Regions from separate parts of the Mus musculus genome. Here regions 2, 3, 4 and 5 are each linked to region 1. The links are chromatin contacts, called in public HiChIP or PLAC-seq and promoter capture Hi-C maps. All regions are on one chromosome and are shown on one strand. Each heading gives the region's core, a stretch centred on a gene start, on an enhancer-like site or on the middle of the called end of the contact. The rest is flanking DNA. Distances are from core to core; before and after follow the strand shown. Region 1 holds the start of Fam204a (family with sequence similarity 204, member A). Region 2 overlaps Slc18a2 (solute carrier family 18 (vesicular monoamine), member 2). Region 3 has its middle 34 kb from the start of Gm33756. Region 4 has its middle 69 kb from the start of Gm19956. Region 5 holds the start of Eif3a (eukaryotic translation initiation factor 3, subunit A).

The links. Promoter capture Hi-C pulls out the DNA fragments that hold promoters and counts their contacts. HiChIP or PLAC-seq counts read pairs in DNA pulled down with a chosen protein or histone mark.
Region 2: a promoter capture Hi-C map of the SN4741 cell line shows a contact between it and region 1, with 3 times the contacts expected there. The contact joins the enhancer-like site here to the promoter of Fam204a in region 1. A contact is called at or near these places in 6 of 39 promoter capture datasets (the 3T3-L1 cell line, the SN4741 cell line, hippocampal neurons and 2 more), 3 of 115 datasets of contacts at active chromatin or transcription factors (the NIH/3T3 cell line, embryonic stem cells and large pre-B cells) and 1 of 9 other capture datasets (adipose tissue).
Region 3: an H3K4me3 HiChIP or PLAC-seq map of craniofacial prominence shows a contact between it and region 1, with 6 times the contacts expected there. The contact joins the enhancer-like site here to the promoter of Fam204a in region 1. A contact is called at or near these places in 8 of 39 promoter capture datasets (the 3T3-L1 cell line, cranial neural crest, embryonic stem cells and 4 more), 2 of 15 datasets of contacts at CTCF or cohesin (embryonic stem cells and pro-B cells), 4 of 484 Hi-C or Micro-C datasets (Sertoli cells, muscle stem cells, nephron progenitors and 1 more), 18 of 115 datasets of contacts at active chromatin or transcription factors (the NIH/3T3 cell line, acute myeloid leukemia, cardiomyocytes and 11 more) and 3 of 9 other capture datasets (adipose tissue, embryonic trunk and liver).
Region 4: an H3K27ac HiChIP or PLAC-seq map of embryonic stem cells shows a contact between it and region 1, with 2.7 times the contacts expected there. The contact joins the enhancer-like site here to the promoter of Fam204a in region 1. A contact is called at or near these places in 2 of 39 promoter capture datasets (hippocampal neurons and neural stem cells), 1 of 484 Hi-C or Micro-C datasets (embryonic stem cells), 5 of 115 datasets of contacts at active chromatin or transcription factors (craniofacial prominence, embryonic limb bud, embryonic stem cells and 2 more) and 1 of 9 other capture datasets (adipose tissue).
Region 5: an H3K27ac HiChIP or PLAC-seq map of cardiomyocytes shows a contact between it and region 1, with 6 times the contacts expected there. The contact joins the promoter of Eif3a here to the promoter of Fam204a in region 1. A contact is called at or near these places in 3 of 115 datasets of contacts at active chromatin or transcription factors (cardiomyocytes, extraembryonic endoderm stem cells and memory CD8 T cells).

The regions. Positions count from the first base shown.
Region 1 is chr19:60,225,210-60,228,115 of GRCm38.p6, reverse strand. Fam204a (family with sequence similarity 204, member A) reads left to right here and starts at 1,415. Exons shown (of 8, transcript NM_001358273.1): 1 at 1,415-1,472.
Region 2 is chr19:59,288,556-59,291,461 of GRCm38.p6, reverse strand. All of the region lies in intron 15 of Slc18a2 (solute carrier family 18 (vesicular monoamine), member 2), which reads right to left. Among named protein-coding and RNA genes, the nearest start is that of Slc18a2, 29 kb to the right of the region's middle. Within about 2 kb of position 1,406, at least 30 of the 459 cell types and tissues checked have an H3K27ac peak or open chromatin away from gene starts, as enhancers often do. A contact at or near this core is called in the SN4741 cell line, where this site is marked.
Region 3 is chr19:59,422,375-59,425,280 of GRCm38.p6, reverse strand. It overlaps Emx2os. Among named protein-coding and RNA genes, the nearest start is that of Gm33756, 34 kb to the right of the region's middle. RefSeq lists an enhancer at 1-2,067. Within about 2 kb of position 1,405, at least 16 of the 459 cell types and tissues checked have an H3K27ac peak or open chromatin away from gene starts, as enhancers often do. A contact at or near this core is called in craniofacial prominence, embryonic limb bud and muscle stem cells, where this site is marked.
Region 4 is chr19:59,584,589-59,587,494 of GRCm38.p6, reverse strand. No RefSeq gene overlaps it. Among named protein-coding and RNA genes, the nearest start is that of Gm19956, 69 kb to the left of the region's middle. Within about 2 kb of position 1,449, at least 22 of the 459 cell types and tissues checked have an H3K27ac peak or open chromatin away from gene starts, as enhancers often do. A contact at or near this core is called in embryonic stem cells, where this site is marked.
Region 5 is chr19:60,789,142-60,792,047 of GRCm38.p6, reverse strand. It overlaps Eif3a (eukaryotic translation initiation factor 3, subunit A), which reads left to right and starts at 1,355. Exons shown (of 22, transcript NM_010123.3): 1 at 1,355-1,579. The coding sequence starts at 1,531.

The sequences.
Region 1 (2,906 bases), core at 166-2,665:
GAATTTTGTACATCACAATATTTTAAAAGGTTCTTGTTCATAATGTGAATAAGTGAAAATTACTGTAAGTTAAGCCATGTGTGCATTAAGTTTGGCCTACAACCAACTCCTTCCTTTGAAAAACTAAATAGCTTGAACTGCAGCTTCACTTAAGAGTATGTTAGTATTCTTATAACGTGTTGCTGAGTCTTAGTCAGTCATAGTAGTTGACTTTTAGCCAGTCAGTATGACAGCTGATCACACCATGTTTTTATAAGGTAAATACTAAGATATGACCAACCACAGTATTATATGTTTCTTTTTACCTTTTTTTAATTTACAAAGATTGCTTGCTCACTGATGGAACACTCTGAACTTTGACTGGGCCAGAGTCTATTCATGAAACAACTGTTTGTTCAAATCAATTCTGCAAAGTTTAATTTTTCATAAGTTTTTTTAAACTTGTTCAAGGCTTTGTATTTTGTATGTGCATGTGCCATATATGTGTTCTAATGCATGTGCATTAGGTCAGAAGACAACTCGAAAGTGTAGTTCCTTAGGGGTTGCCCACCTGTCTTTTGTGGTCACTGGCCTAGAGCTTGCCTCGTAGGCTAGTCTGCCTGTCTGCATCCACAGTGCTGGCTGCCATGCCTGGCTTTTAAAATACGGATTCTGAGGGTGGAATGAACTTAGGTTCTTACTGAGCTATCTCTCAGCCCTGTAGTTTCTTATATAACCATCACAAGAAAATAGAAACATAATCTGAGTACAGAACAGTACTTCAGAAAATGGAAGCATTTCTGAAGTGGTCCTACTTCATCCCCGTATCATCGCCTGGATTTACTGTTTTCACATGGTGAAAATTTCTGCTCTTTTCCTCATTTACACGCCGGTAAACCCCTCATCAGGACCTATACACTATGCCAGCCTGGTAAATCAACTTCTGAGTAGGGGGTGCTTAGCTGGATTTGATTCGGTCAACCAGACTGGAAAGTCCCTGGAGAACTGGAATCCGGTTGAGAATTGCATGAGGCCTGGAACACAGTGGACACTCAAATATACGCAAAAAGATAGGAAAGGCTGGGGAGAGGGGTGGCGAGGAAGCGAAGGAAGCAAAGCCTTCCTTGAAGAGATCATCTACAGTTCTCCATTGAACTCAGGTGGGCATCGAAGTCAGCATTTTCTTTAGCCAAGTTCACCAGCACAGGAAAGGAGCGAGGAAAGGACAAAACTTTAAAAAAAAATCGCTTGGTTAAAGTGAGGAAAAGGAGAAAAACAAACAAACAAACAAACAAACAAACAAACAAACAAAAAACAAAAACAAAACCTCAACAGGCTCCTCTTAGCAGAGGCGTTTAGGCAAGCCAGGCTGTTCCCTGGGCGACCATAGAGCCAGAACGGCCGCAGCCGATTGGCTGATCCGCCCGAGCCAATCAGAAGACACGATGTTGGCGGGGTTCTAAGATGGCCGCCGAGCCGCTGTTTCCTCCCTGGTAAGTTCGGCTTCGCGAGGCGCGACTTGGCGGCAGGATTCGCGGCGGCCTGTCGGGCTGTGTTCCGAGGCAGGGAGGGCGGCGCAGGAGTCGGGGCGGCTCGTCCTCGCAGATCTGCCGAAGCGGGCTTGGAAAACCCTGGGTTCGGGCGGGCGCCGCTGGGCTCCGGGGGCGTCGTGAGGTAGCCGTCCGGTCCCGGGCCAGCGAGGAGCGCGAAAGCCCACACAGCAACTGCGGCTGACCAGAGCGAGGTTCGCGGCTCGCCGCTCCGCCGGCGTCCCGATGCGAGTTCTGACGCGGCTGGAGAGCTGAAGGTGGTGCGGCCTCGCACCGGGTGAGTGCCGCCGAGTTCCAGGTTGTCCGTGCGGGAAGGGGTGTGCCTTTCAGAGCCACCCTCTCAGTCTTGAACTTTGTAAGTACTTGTACAGTGGCATGGATTGCGTGGTTTAAAATCTTTCCACACAAGTTAGAGAGGGTCCCGGGGGAAAGTGGGTTCCAAGCCTTGGCTGTAAACATTGTTTTAATTCAAACTCACCTATCCTTAAGATTAAAAATACAAAAAATAAATAACTTATTTGAAGTATATCTGAACTGAGGCCCCTGACTCCCCTCGGGTTTTCTGTGTCGTTTTAAGAAAAAGGAACACATTTTCTAACAATAAATAAGACATTTACATTAATGTTGATAATCTTAAGCCTAAAAGTGTGTCAGTTAACTAGTTCCAAAGTTCAGGAACTATTTATTATGCTCTTATAGGTTAGAGGATGGCGGTTATAATTATTTTACAAATAGGATTAAATTTAGATGTTTGTGATTATTTAAAATCGAATACATAAGACAGCCACTTGATGGAAATGCAGCTTAAATTCTGGCATAGTAGAGACAGAAAATTTGTTGGATGCGCAGATTTTATCCTTTGGGTATTGCTTGTAACCAGTTTTGTGGTCTAGAAATACATTTCTCAAATCTCTAAATGTGACTCTCAGTGTGTTACTTAGTATAATATCTCCCCTTTTTCATATGCAAAAAGTGCAGAAAAAATTATTAGTAAAATTTGCCTAGATTTGACCTGTCTCCCAAATCTTTGTCTCCAAGAATTCGCCACCAACTTTGCCCTCTAAAAGTTCATAATTTAAAGCTGTCAGGCGTAACTGGATCACAATGATTTTGGCCAGTTGTAGAAAGAGTTGCTGTTAGTTTCTAATGTGTGTTGTGATGAAGATTAGTGCCTGCCTCTTGGTTTGTGTGTGGTGTGTGACAGGTCTGCCTTCTTTTTCTCCTGCTGCTTGTCTGTCTTTTGTTGTAACTTGGTTTCCTGCCCCTTTTCAGTGGACCCTGTGCAGAGCCTCTGAAAACTGATCATCTAGTGAGGTAGAGGAGAGAAGCTGCGTTTATATTGATCAAAGAGTAAAGCAGCTCTGGTCATTTAGGACT
Region 2 (2,906 bases), core at 157-2,656, 940 kb after region 1:
GATTAGGGAGATAGCATAATGGGTAAAGAAACTTTGCCTTGCAGGGATCTCCCAAAAGCTTTACTGGGTGGTAGTTTTACTTACCAAAAAAAAAAAAAGTTATAAATGGTTAAGTAGGTCAGATGGTGTGCCTTGAAAAGAGAGGCACACAGCACTGAGCAGGTAAGGCACGTGCATGGAAGTATTCAATGGCCCACGTAGCAGGCAGGGAATTTATGCTAGCACTCTATGTAGGGCTGTAGAGCAGGCCTGGATAGAGGAGCAACTGGCACCAAAGTCAAAGCCAGTCCCCTGCTAAATACCTAGTTCCCATCACCATACACAGAACAAACCTGGGGTCTCCAGGGTAGTAAAACGCCAGATCAAATGACATCGAAAAGGAAAAAAAAAAAAAAATTCAGTGCTGGGTTAGTGAGACAGTAAATGCTCTTAGTAGGCTCAACAATCTCAAATGTGAGAAGACATGCGTCCTAGTAGAAAAGCTCTGCTCTTTTTAACATAACTAGAAAAAAAAAAAAAACAAACCCAGCAACCCACTATGTAATTACCCAGAAAAGGGACACGTGTCTACAAGTAGATTATAATGTACACCTCATGCATACACATCTGTTAATAGCTGCTCCATCTTTACCCAGTCCATGGCACCCAAGAATAAGAGTCCTTTGTATTGTATTTTATGTGTGATGACGTGGTATACATGCACGTGTATGTGTGTGTGTGTGTGTGTGTGTGTGTGTGTGTGTGTGTGTGTGTACATGTGCAGGCCAGAGGTTGACCAATACTTTATATATTGAGGAAGGGTCTCCCTTGAATCCAGAGCTTACCAATTTGGCTAGTATAGCCAGCCAGCTTACTGCAGGAATCCTCTGTCTCTTCCTTCCTTGCTGAGATTATAGGTGGAGAGCCACACCTGCTTGACCTTTACATGGGTGCTGGGCATCTGAACATGCATCCTCCTGTGGCAAGTACTTTTTTCTATTGACTTATCACTGAACTGGAGTCTAAGCTAGAAGGACTTTATATAGCCACATTTACAGGAGTCTGCTATCCACAGATCACCTCCTTTCCTTCCTTGGCAACAGAAACTTAAAGAATAAGACCAAAAGGCATGCCCTAGCTTTAAAAAAAAATTAATTATTTAAACCTTTAAAAAGCAAAACCTATCTTAGAATTCTTGTGTTCTCACCTGGGAGTTTTGAGAGGCCAGGGTGCTAGCTATGTCATTGTTTTAGGGAGCATTGCTCCTCAAATGGTAGTGTCGATATGCCTTCCACTAAAAATGTTTCCTTTGCCTCTCTCAGTAACATTATTTTAAAAAGAAACCTGACTGGAAGGAAAGCTGTAGTGCTCACACGCAGTTCACAGGCAGCCATGACTTATTGCACAGGTCACCAGCAGTTCACTACCAGCTGTGACTCATACTCCAGAAAACATAGGCCACTCTCCTTTACACAGCAGCATGAGAACCCTGTCACCAGGAATGACTCAATGAAAGAATTCTTTGCTGTCCCTCATGTCTCCTGTGTATGAGGGCTGATTAAGCCCCACCTCAGCACTTGCATGTTGTGGGGTTTCCCGGGTGTGTGCTGATCCTTCCTTACGGCACACATCCTGCCAAACGCACCTTTATCATTAGAGACTATCGGCTTCACCCACATCTCCGTTCTGCTTGCACAATAAACAGGCATCAGCTGCTGAGTGCCACCTCCGATGTTACCACTGTGCCAGCTAAATGGCATTTCTCCAATTATGGGCATCCAATGATAGGCAGAGAAATGCACATCTCAAGATTTACTAATTTATCTCAACAGGCACTGTTTAAGGATTGTGACATTTTATAGTGAAGCGGCTTTCTGAAAACCTGTCATTCTTTGCCTTCCAGGGTCATTTCCTCCACTTCCTTCATTATTTTGTTTATTTGTTTTTGTTTTGTTTTTAATGAACTAAAGCAATGGCTTACATGAAGAAGAAAGACTGGTTTTTCTACCATCATCTCATCTTTTAAAACACTGTGGCAGCTGACTAGATGGCTTCCCCTCTCCACCATCTATCTTCTCAGCTAGTCTCTGACTTCTTTCATTTCCTCTACTACCTGATGCTGCCAACCAGAAGATAGATAACACAACAGCCACTAACATCAGCAATGCCCACCCAGCAGAGACTTGTTAGCAAAAGTAATCTCTTGCCTTAAATGCTTGAGAGCTGCTGGGTAGACAGAATAGTCCAGTATTTTAGATAAAGCAGGAAGGATGTGTAGGTGACTAACTCACTGGGTGACTGCCTGGACTCTCTTTTATCTCTCACAGTATTGTGCAGTATTATCATTTCCCAGTGCAATGAAGAAAACTGAGAATTGCATAGTCCTCTGTGGGGAGACAATGTAGCTGGCCCCAGGCCCATGCCAGACCTTCACCATCCCTAAGAGTTTATAATGATCTCCTGGGTGACAGAAACATTTACTGGTAATTCAATTTCTTTAGTCAAAAAGGTTTGTGAATAACCTTCATTCAGCCTTAATCAAATTATTGATAATACGGCCACAGAAGAACAGCTTTCCAGTGCTGTGCTGAGTCTTCTATCTGCCTCTGAAGGATATGCACTCAGGTCAACCAAACAGTAGTGCAGCTGTGATGCACACAACCAGGCTGAAGTAGGAATTCAGAGAAGGAAGGGCAGGTGCCTCCTTTCCTAGGAGCCCAGCCATGAGAAACCCTGAAGTCTCTAGTCATTATCTTGTATAGTTCAGCACACGAAGTCAGTGGCCAGAGACGAATGTGTTTCTAAATTACAGTAAATGGATAGGTGAATGTGAAAAGCCTCAGACAAACATAAGTTATACAATCCAAATTTTGGTTCTGTTTTTAAATTCACTCTAGGGGAAACCCACCAAAGAGTAGTTCAAAAAA
Region 3 (2,906 bases), core at 156-2,655, 800 kb after region 1:
GAAACAGCCTATTTTCCGAGGGTCCGAGACTCATTTTCAAAAAAAAAAAATGTGTATCAATAGATGTAACAGTGGGAAGACTATTTTGCCAAGTTCCAGCCTCCAGCACGGCAAAGGTGCCCTGGCTGGGGAGAGCATTTATAAAACCACATTTAATAAAAGAGAGTGTTATATTAAGTGTGTTTGCTAGTGTATTTCAGCATATGGTTTCCATATCAGGCGGAAAGATGGCAAACACATGCCTTTTTACCTTCTTTCGAAGCCTTCTGAGAGGCGTCCTCTCTGATGGGTGGTGGGATGGGGAGTTTTGGTGTTTTGAATTTTGGGGTTTTTGTTTTGTTTTGTTTGCTTTGTGTCTATAGAGCCAGAGCTTTTACCTACCATTTTGTTTTGGATGTGAGCTGTTTTGTTTGGTTGTACAACTCAAGCTCATGTGAAAAAAGCACGGGGGACATACAACAAATGTGTGGAAACTCTCTTTCTACGTATGTAATTAACGAAGGGAGTCGCCTAGCTGGCTTTCTGCAGAGGTCCTTACATCCTTCCTGAAGGAGCTGGCTAGCTTGACACTGGGAATCTACTCAGTTTCATGGAGCTCCTGGCTTTTAAATGTGAGCTTACCAAAAGAGTACAAGCTCTGAGGAAGGCTGCTTAGCTTTGCGTCCTCAAAAGTCTCTGCAGACCAACCACCGTTTTTGCTATTTGTCTGCTCAGAGACCTTGTTTGGCCCTGGATTTTTTTTTCTGAGTTGAATACATATGTGTGGGTGTATTTGGCCTGTGTGCAGGTCAGAGGTCAATGCCAAGTGTCTTCCCCTAGAACTCTCTACCTTATTTTTTTGAGACAGGATCTCTCACTGAAACTAGAATTCATTGCTTGTACTAAACTGGCTGGCCAATGAGCCCCCAGGATCTGCCTGTCTCTTCACCCACCAACACCAGGATTATAAACACATGCTTCATTTTTTTATGTGAGTTCTGGGGATTTGAACTCACATCTTTGTGTCTATAGAGCCAGAGCTTTTACCTACCACGATATCTACAGTACTGGGGATTTTATCAGCTAGGATCCTGTAGTCAGAAGCATTTGGGTACAACCCTGTAAGTATGGGATTCCTGGAAAGGCAACCTCCTTAACCTACCACCATTAAATATTCTAACAAATTCTCAATTCTAGGATGATCAGAGAGGCCAAGAGGCGATATCAGATAGGAAAAGGGGTGGGGTGGGGCACTGTATGCAGGCTGATTTGCCCACCCCCTCCCTACTGACCTGAGCAGATCTGCCTGCGCCAGCTATAAATCTACTGGTACCATTTCTTTTTCGTCACTTTCCTAATCCTGTGCCCTTGGTTTCATGTGCTGTAATTATTAACATCTGCTTTCTGAGCCCAGCTCGCATGGAGTTTGCAAAGGCAGTTCTGAGCCCAGAACAATAGTGACAGCTGTTTCATTTAGCCTAGGGCCAGCACTTCCTGTTCAGGTCTACATCTGCCCTTCTGTGTCCAATTTCGGTTTCGGGGGTTTTGTGTTTTGTTTTCTATTTTTTTTCCCTTCATCTGACCTTACTATATGTTTAAGAAGAATTTCTAGCTTAGCACTGTAGCTAGGATTTCTAGCACATATGCGTATTCTGTTAGCAGCAGAGAGAGAGAGAGAGAGAGAGAGAGAGAGAGAGAGAGAGAGAGAGAGAGAGAGAGAGGAGAGACAGCTGAGAAGACCCAGACTGTCCCCAGCAGCTAAGAAGGTAGAGGGATGGGGGTAGAATGAAGAATTGGCTTGGACCATAGTAGTTACCCTGAAAAGATTCCTAAGCCCTGAAAGTTAGGTACAGGAAAGATGCTCTTAGTCAGTCTGTCCTCTACCACAGGCTCATCATCTCCTTGGCTTCTTTTGATGAGGGACTCACCCAACCATTCCTTCAAGGAATAAGTTCAGGGGTTGCCTCTCACATGCAGCTAGCTTGGCCATGCTTAACCTACAGCATAGTGCCATGTAGAGGGCATCCACCCAGCATGCCTCTCTCCACCTCAGTGTGGAACCTCTCTACACCTTAGCTCTTCTCTGCTCCCTTTTTAAGTTTTATCTTTTAAATTATGTATGTGTGTTGGAGGGGGAGGGCTGTCCATATGAGACCAGGTGCGTGATAAGGACCAAGGACTGTGCCTTCCCTGGAGCTGGGATTACAGGTGGTTGTGAGTCTCCTAACATGGGTGCTGGGAACAGAAATTAGGTCTTCTGCAAGAGCAGTATGTGATCTCAAAACAGAACTGTCTCTCCAGCTCCCCTTCTCTGACCTTCTAAGTGGCCCTGGACCCCATTCTCATGTAGGTAGAGTGAAGCAACTCAGGGAGACCCTGAAGTTCAGTTCTTATGTCTGAGGTCTGAGGCCCACATTTTTATGGTGGCTTCTGCCGACTAGTTGACAGCAGCGCCAAGAACTTGATGAGTGTTTTCATTTGACTTGAACTGGAAGTAGCCGAGAGACCTGATTCAGGCTGTCATAGGGCCCTTTCTAAGCACTGGAATCCAAAATGCAAATTGTAGGCTCTGAGTGAGGCCAGCCAGGGCTCCTCCATCTTCTGCCCAAGAGCCTGCTCTGTGATGGGCATGCCAGGCCACGCCCACCGTACGAGTCCCTGCCCCCGACTCCCCTAACTCCCGACTCCGTTCTCTTTCTCACTCACTCCTTTTCTTCTTAAAGTTAATTGCAACTTTTTTCTCAGCTCCCTGATCTGGATAAGCCACATCTCATTAGAAAAAGATTTAGCCAGAGCCAAAGCAGGCTGGAGAAGGAATCCCTAATCGACAGAGAAAAGATTTGGGTGTAATTGCTCTCTCCCACCATTCTCGCCCCCCTCCCTCTTCCAATCTTTTTCTGCTCATTAATCTGAAAAGAAAGTCCCGC
Region 4 (2,906 bases), core at 200-2,699, 640 kb after region 1:
CTGCAATACCGACCCACTGCTCAAAGTCAGTCTGTGGTGTCCCAGCGCCACTCCACTCTGAAGTCAGTCCAGAAAGAGTTCTGAAGAGTCGTTTCCAGGCTTATAAAGGGTCACATCACGTATTGAAGCCATATTGGCTTCTGTGTTTTGTAAACTTCGAACTCATTACTAAACCCTTGTCTCTTCCACCCCCGGGCCTGACTCCCACCTCCATCAATCTGAGCCTGAAAACACATCATGAGAAATGCTGAAAAGCACTGTACACGTGGCGATGTGATAAAGCACGGATCACTTTGAGCCGGAGTTTTCCAGCGATTTCCAAGATGCACAGGAAGATGAGCCACACTGTCCCCTTTCTAGATCTAGGCTGGTCCCCAACATTTCTAGGAAACAACTAGGATTGTTTCCTCCGTGCTCCTGCTCCCTGTCTTTGGCATAAGCCACAGGCCATGTCTGAATCCAAAAACGCCAAATTCTTCCACCTGTGAAGGCCAGGATGGGGAGCTCTCAGGGTGACATTCTCCCTGATAGGGACTTCATGTGGGCTCTCCAAGTTCCCACGCAAAGATGCTGGCATCTTCCTGGGTTCCCAGGTGAGAGCAGAATGAAGGTGTGGCCCCCTGAAACTGTCACATGATGAGTTACATCATAACAAGTAGAGTAACTGCTAAGGGATCCTGTGTCATTCTCCAAGAGCACGGAGCAACAGAGAGTGGGGTGTCTGGGCAACCTCCCTCTACTGTCACTGGTCTACACTGAGCTCCTCCGGTGCCGGTGCCGGTGCCGGTGCCAGTAGCTTTCATACTTGCAACTCCTTCTCTAGGTGGGTGGTGATGAGCTCCAACATAAAGGGAGAGCGGGTGCTCTGGAGGCAAGGTAGCTTAGGCTTACTGCCCAGCTCTGCCATATCCTACCTGAGTAGTCATAGCAATCGCTTGACCTCTCTGATCTGGATTTCTCTTATGTGAAAGCAGAGTTCGTGCCATCCCCTTTCTGGAGGCCCACTGGAAATGGGCAGAACCTTTAACATATGGTTCTGGTAGCTCAGGCTACACCGTGAGAGGCAGGGAGGTGAACTGAGAGGGCTGCTGGGAATAACTGCAGAGTGGTGCCCCAAACTCTGGATCCAGGGACAGAATAGATCTGTTCTTTATCACCCAGCCCAACACCTCTTAATGAAATGTAAATGAGGGCTCTCACTAGCCTGGCTTTCTCTCAGTGGGGAGAGAAAGTGTGAGTAGAACAGCCAAGGTGGCCTTGGTCTAGGTTGAGGAGAAAGCACCTAGTCTTTCTCCTCTGGGTGTGGCCTGCTGAGGGGATAGGGGCATGCGTCTCTTTAAAGAGGAGTGCAGCCCTGTTTAGGAACTCACATCCCTCTGAGCATCCTGCAAGACAATGAAATTCCTCAGGGCTGAAATTCCTGGAGATGCAAGAAGAGACACATTCCGAGCTTTGGAATCTGGAGGGCCGGACTCCTTCCTGTCTCCCTTGAGCAAAGAGGTGAAGCTTGTGGAAGGCAGCTGTCCTGACCAGGAAGTTGTCTCTGGGGCCTGCCAGCACAGGCATATTAAGTCCTAGAAGCCAGCTGGCTCTGACCTTCTAACCCCAGGGCTTGAGCGGCAGAATCACAATTTTCCCTCCATCAGACAGAGCTTCCTGTATGTTTACATGAGGCCAAGCTTCTGAAGTCACTACTGAGCCAGATCACCATGGCTCAGTCATCCCCGGGACCAGAGTGAGCTTCCTCAGAGACATTTCAGAAAGGCCCAAATGAAAGCTTATAAGTTGTACCCAGGTGGGGTAAAGCAAGTGTGTAGCAGTCTCCAGCTCAGAGGAGCACAAGGGAGGGTCTGATGTAGAAACCAGGGAGAAAATCTTGGGGAAAAGCCCCCTGGAGTTGATCAAGTCAGCCAATCAATTAATTATGTAGTTCATAGTCAAAGTCTGCCTTCCATTCAACTCAGTCAATCAGCGAGCAGCGCTGAGGACCCATCGTTCATCAAACAAAATATGAGATGGTCTGTCAACTAAAAGTGGTCCTGGTGTGAATGGTGATACGGGCCCCAAGATAAAAAAACATAAATGTTGACATAGAGACACAGGGCAAGAGAACATGGGTTGTACTGGGTGGAACAGGTGCCTACCCAGGCTTCTCACAGGCAGAACACAACTTGGATAAGAAGAATGGCAGGTGCCTAGGACACAAGCAGAGCCCTAAAGATGTGAAAGAATGTGGCCTCATGGGAAATCGTCACAAGGGATTCGATTTGGGGCCTATGCAGTCAGAGAAAGAGCTCAACACCAGATTCAGGTGACCCAGTGTGACAAAGGTTCTTGCTGATAGAAGGGATTACCTGCTGGCCTCTAAATGACCTGGGTGGCCTGGGGCATGTGTCTACCGACCCCCTACTTTCTTTAGCTTGAAAACCTGGGAGAATCGCCTGTGCTTTCACCTTTTCCTTCTCGTCCCAGCCTTGAGTCCCCTGGAATTGATCCTCCGAGACTTCACAATGCACCAGGCAGACTTCCTGTAGCCCCTCTGGGCTGGCTGCCCATCTGAGCTTATTGTGAGGATGATGAGCAAAGAGTCAGGTCCTTTCTGAGCCTCTCAAAGCTGTGATGCATGTCCTGGGAACTCAGGGGCATAGTCATGGCAGATGCGGCCCAAGATGCTAGCTCAGTCCACAGTACCGACAGAGCTCTGCTCAGACATCAGGGAGAGAGGAGAGAGGGTAGAACACAGGCCTTCATACTTCTCTGCCTGGGCTCACCTTTCTCTCCACTCCGACCTTGATGCCAGTCCCTTCTCCACATCACACCCAGCTGAGGCCCAATCCAACAATCCTCCGAGAGCAATCCGTGAAGTATGCACTTTGCTCTCACACCTCTGATCTGCTGTGGCCAGG
Region 5 (2,906 bases), core at 106-2,605, 560 kb before region 1:
TCTGGAGGAAGAACTCTTGAAATGAACTTTAACATATTTTTTATTGTTTTTAGTGTGCCCTGTATCTTTGAGTGGGTATGTTCATGTGAATGCAAGTGTTGGGTAAGCCAGAGATGATAGATACTCCAAAACTAGAGTTATAGGTGGTTATGAGCAGTCTGATGTGGCTGAACTAGAGTGCTCTGCAAGATTAGTATCTCTTCAGACCTTTAAATAGCTTTAAAATATTTCTCATTAATTTGTTTTTCGAGAAAGGTTTTCCTCTGTGTAGCTTTGGTCTATAGAACTCCCTGTATAGACCAGGCTGGCCTGGAACTAACAGGGATCTGCCTGACTCTGCCTCCTGAGTGCTGGGATCAAAGGCCAAAGGCGTAGATTCTCACCACGCTCAGGTTTTATTTATTTTTTAAGGTTTCCTCATTCATTGACACAGTATCTCATTAACTCACATGTCCCATACTATTGTAAAATATGTAATAAACTTACAATAATTTATTCTTTTCTTCCTGAATTTTCTCTGAACCTTTGTGTGGTGCCAGGGATTATGGAGGCCCCTGTGTGTGCTAGAGGAGCGCTCAGCCACTGTACAGCCACAGCCCTGAACTCAAGTTAATTTCCTACCAAGAGCCTAATAATTCGACGCGGTTTAAATGGCTTTCAAGCTCTAAGCATAGTAATTAATCTGTGAACACTACATTTGTTAGGTAGCAATAAAAGACATGGCTTGCAATAAGCCATTTCTTCACCAACACATTTCTTATATTTGTTTGTGACGTGAGCTGTATGTAAAAATCGATGACACTCGCGTATTTTCAAATATACAAGCCAGGTTCCTGGGTCTTCTACTCCCCTTCTTTCGGGAATCCTTGGGACACTAACCCTAGGAGGATACCAAATAACTCTGTTTATTATTCGTTTGTTCCCTCCCCTTCCTTGTCAATCAAGTGACTGGTGACCTATTTTTCAGGGATGAACACCACTGGCCAGCGATACGGGGTCAGCACTTCCGTTCAGTATTTTCAACCTTTCCAGGAGAGGTCCCGGCAGAGGCGATGCGACCCTAACGCGGCCTGCTTCCGCGCACGTCATTTTGGCTATGACTGTGTAGACACTGCCTTTTCTCGTCGCAGATCAGACCGCAAATTTCCCTTTCCCACTCTGTGTCCGCGGGGGGCAGAGGTGGTCGGAGAAAACGGTCCCGAAGGTTCCCTCCCGCAACCAAAGAACACCACAGCTCGCGCTGCTCGGCACCCAGCGCCACGTCAGCCCGCGCTCGAGACGCCAGCGCGCCTGCGCGCGGAGAAAGGCGGAACATGCGCAAAGGCCTGCCTCCTACATCCGGGGCTCGGGCGGCGGCGCTGCCGCCGCGAGGGAATCACGTGGTTCCTTCCTTTCCGTCTCTGGCCGGCTGGGCGCGGGCATCTGCTGGCGAGGCGCGTGGAAGCTCGCGCTAGTTCCCCTCCGCCTTCTCTCCCGGTCCAGGCCACTAGGGAGTTCGCTGACGCCGGGTGAACTGAGCGTACCGTCAAGATGCCGGCCTATTTCCAGAGGCCGGAAAATGCCCTCAAGCGCGCCAACGGTGAGTAAGGCAGCGGGTCGCGCCGCGCAGGGCCGGCCCGAGGCCTGGGAGTTTCGAGGGCCTCCGCCTGCTGCCCGCAGCCCGGGCTGTGGAGGCCAGTGGTCACGGCCGCCGCCACCGGGCCGCGTCTGCGCACGGCCTCCCTACTCAAGCGGGCCGCGGCGGAAGGCGCGGATCAGGAACCGTCGCTCTGGTGTGTGTTGAGTGGCTGCCGCCCGAGGCTTGCGTCGCAGGGCCACGGCCCAGCGGGTCAGGACTCTCGGGTCTTGCGATTCTTCGCTACGATCGGCCTTCTGCTGGCTTTTCAAACCCGCGGGCTGCTTGGGAAGCCCCGCGCTCCCTGCCGCCATCTGGGAGTGCCGGGAGGAGGAAACATGGCTCCCTCCCGGGGACAATGCACGCGAGAACCTCCGCTCCACCTCCCGCCGGGGTCGGGAGCCGGCTAGTCTACCTTCACTCCACCTCTCGGGCACGTCTGGTTCCTGATCCCACGCGGAGGCCTTCTGGGTCAGGGTCTACTTCCCTCACTACTAGTTTGCACTTCAGGCCTCTGCTCCATTAACTTGTTTCCTGTGGTGTCCTCCCCCCCACCCCCCGAAATGATGAGGGTCATTTCGAAAGTATTTCGAATCCAGTAAAGTTAGTATTCTTTAGGGATTTAAAAATGATCTACCCAGACAAGCCCTAGAAAGAGTGATTTCCCCAAGGTCACTTGGGAGTGTCAGAAAACTAAGACCAAGGTCTCTTGATATCCAGATCAGCTTTTTGTTTTTTGTTTTTTTGTTTTTCCTCCACCGCAGAGCCACTGAGTGCTATTTCTATTTCCATACGTGTGCTTAATTAAGCCTAGTGCTTGCAGGAAAGACTTGCCCGGATCTCTGACATTGTGTCGTGGAAAACTCGTGTGCGCATATCTGATCTGACCTTTAAAAATTGCTTTTTATTTTTTAAAATAAAACCTGATAATTCAGTATTTGTGCCCTTTTCAACCCTTCCAGTCCAAACTGGAAAAATAAACCATGTATGTTGCAGGTTTTTGTTTGGCAAGCTTGTTAGAAGTGGAAGTTACATTTTGTGAAAAGGCCATTTGACTCAAAACTTATAATAAAAGAATACTGCTGATAATTTTCAGGAATGAAGATGTGTTGGTTACATACATTAATATTTTTTGTGGTTAGGAAGCAGTCTGGAGTAGAATAATAATGCACTGTGGGTCACCCAATACCTCTAGTACTAATCTATTATTGAAAATAGAACTAGCTAATTTAGGACTTTTAATGTTTTGAAACTTAGAATTGCATTGTGCTGTAGAAAATGGAATTGGATA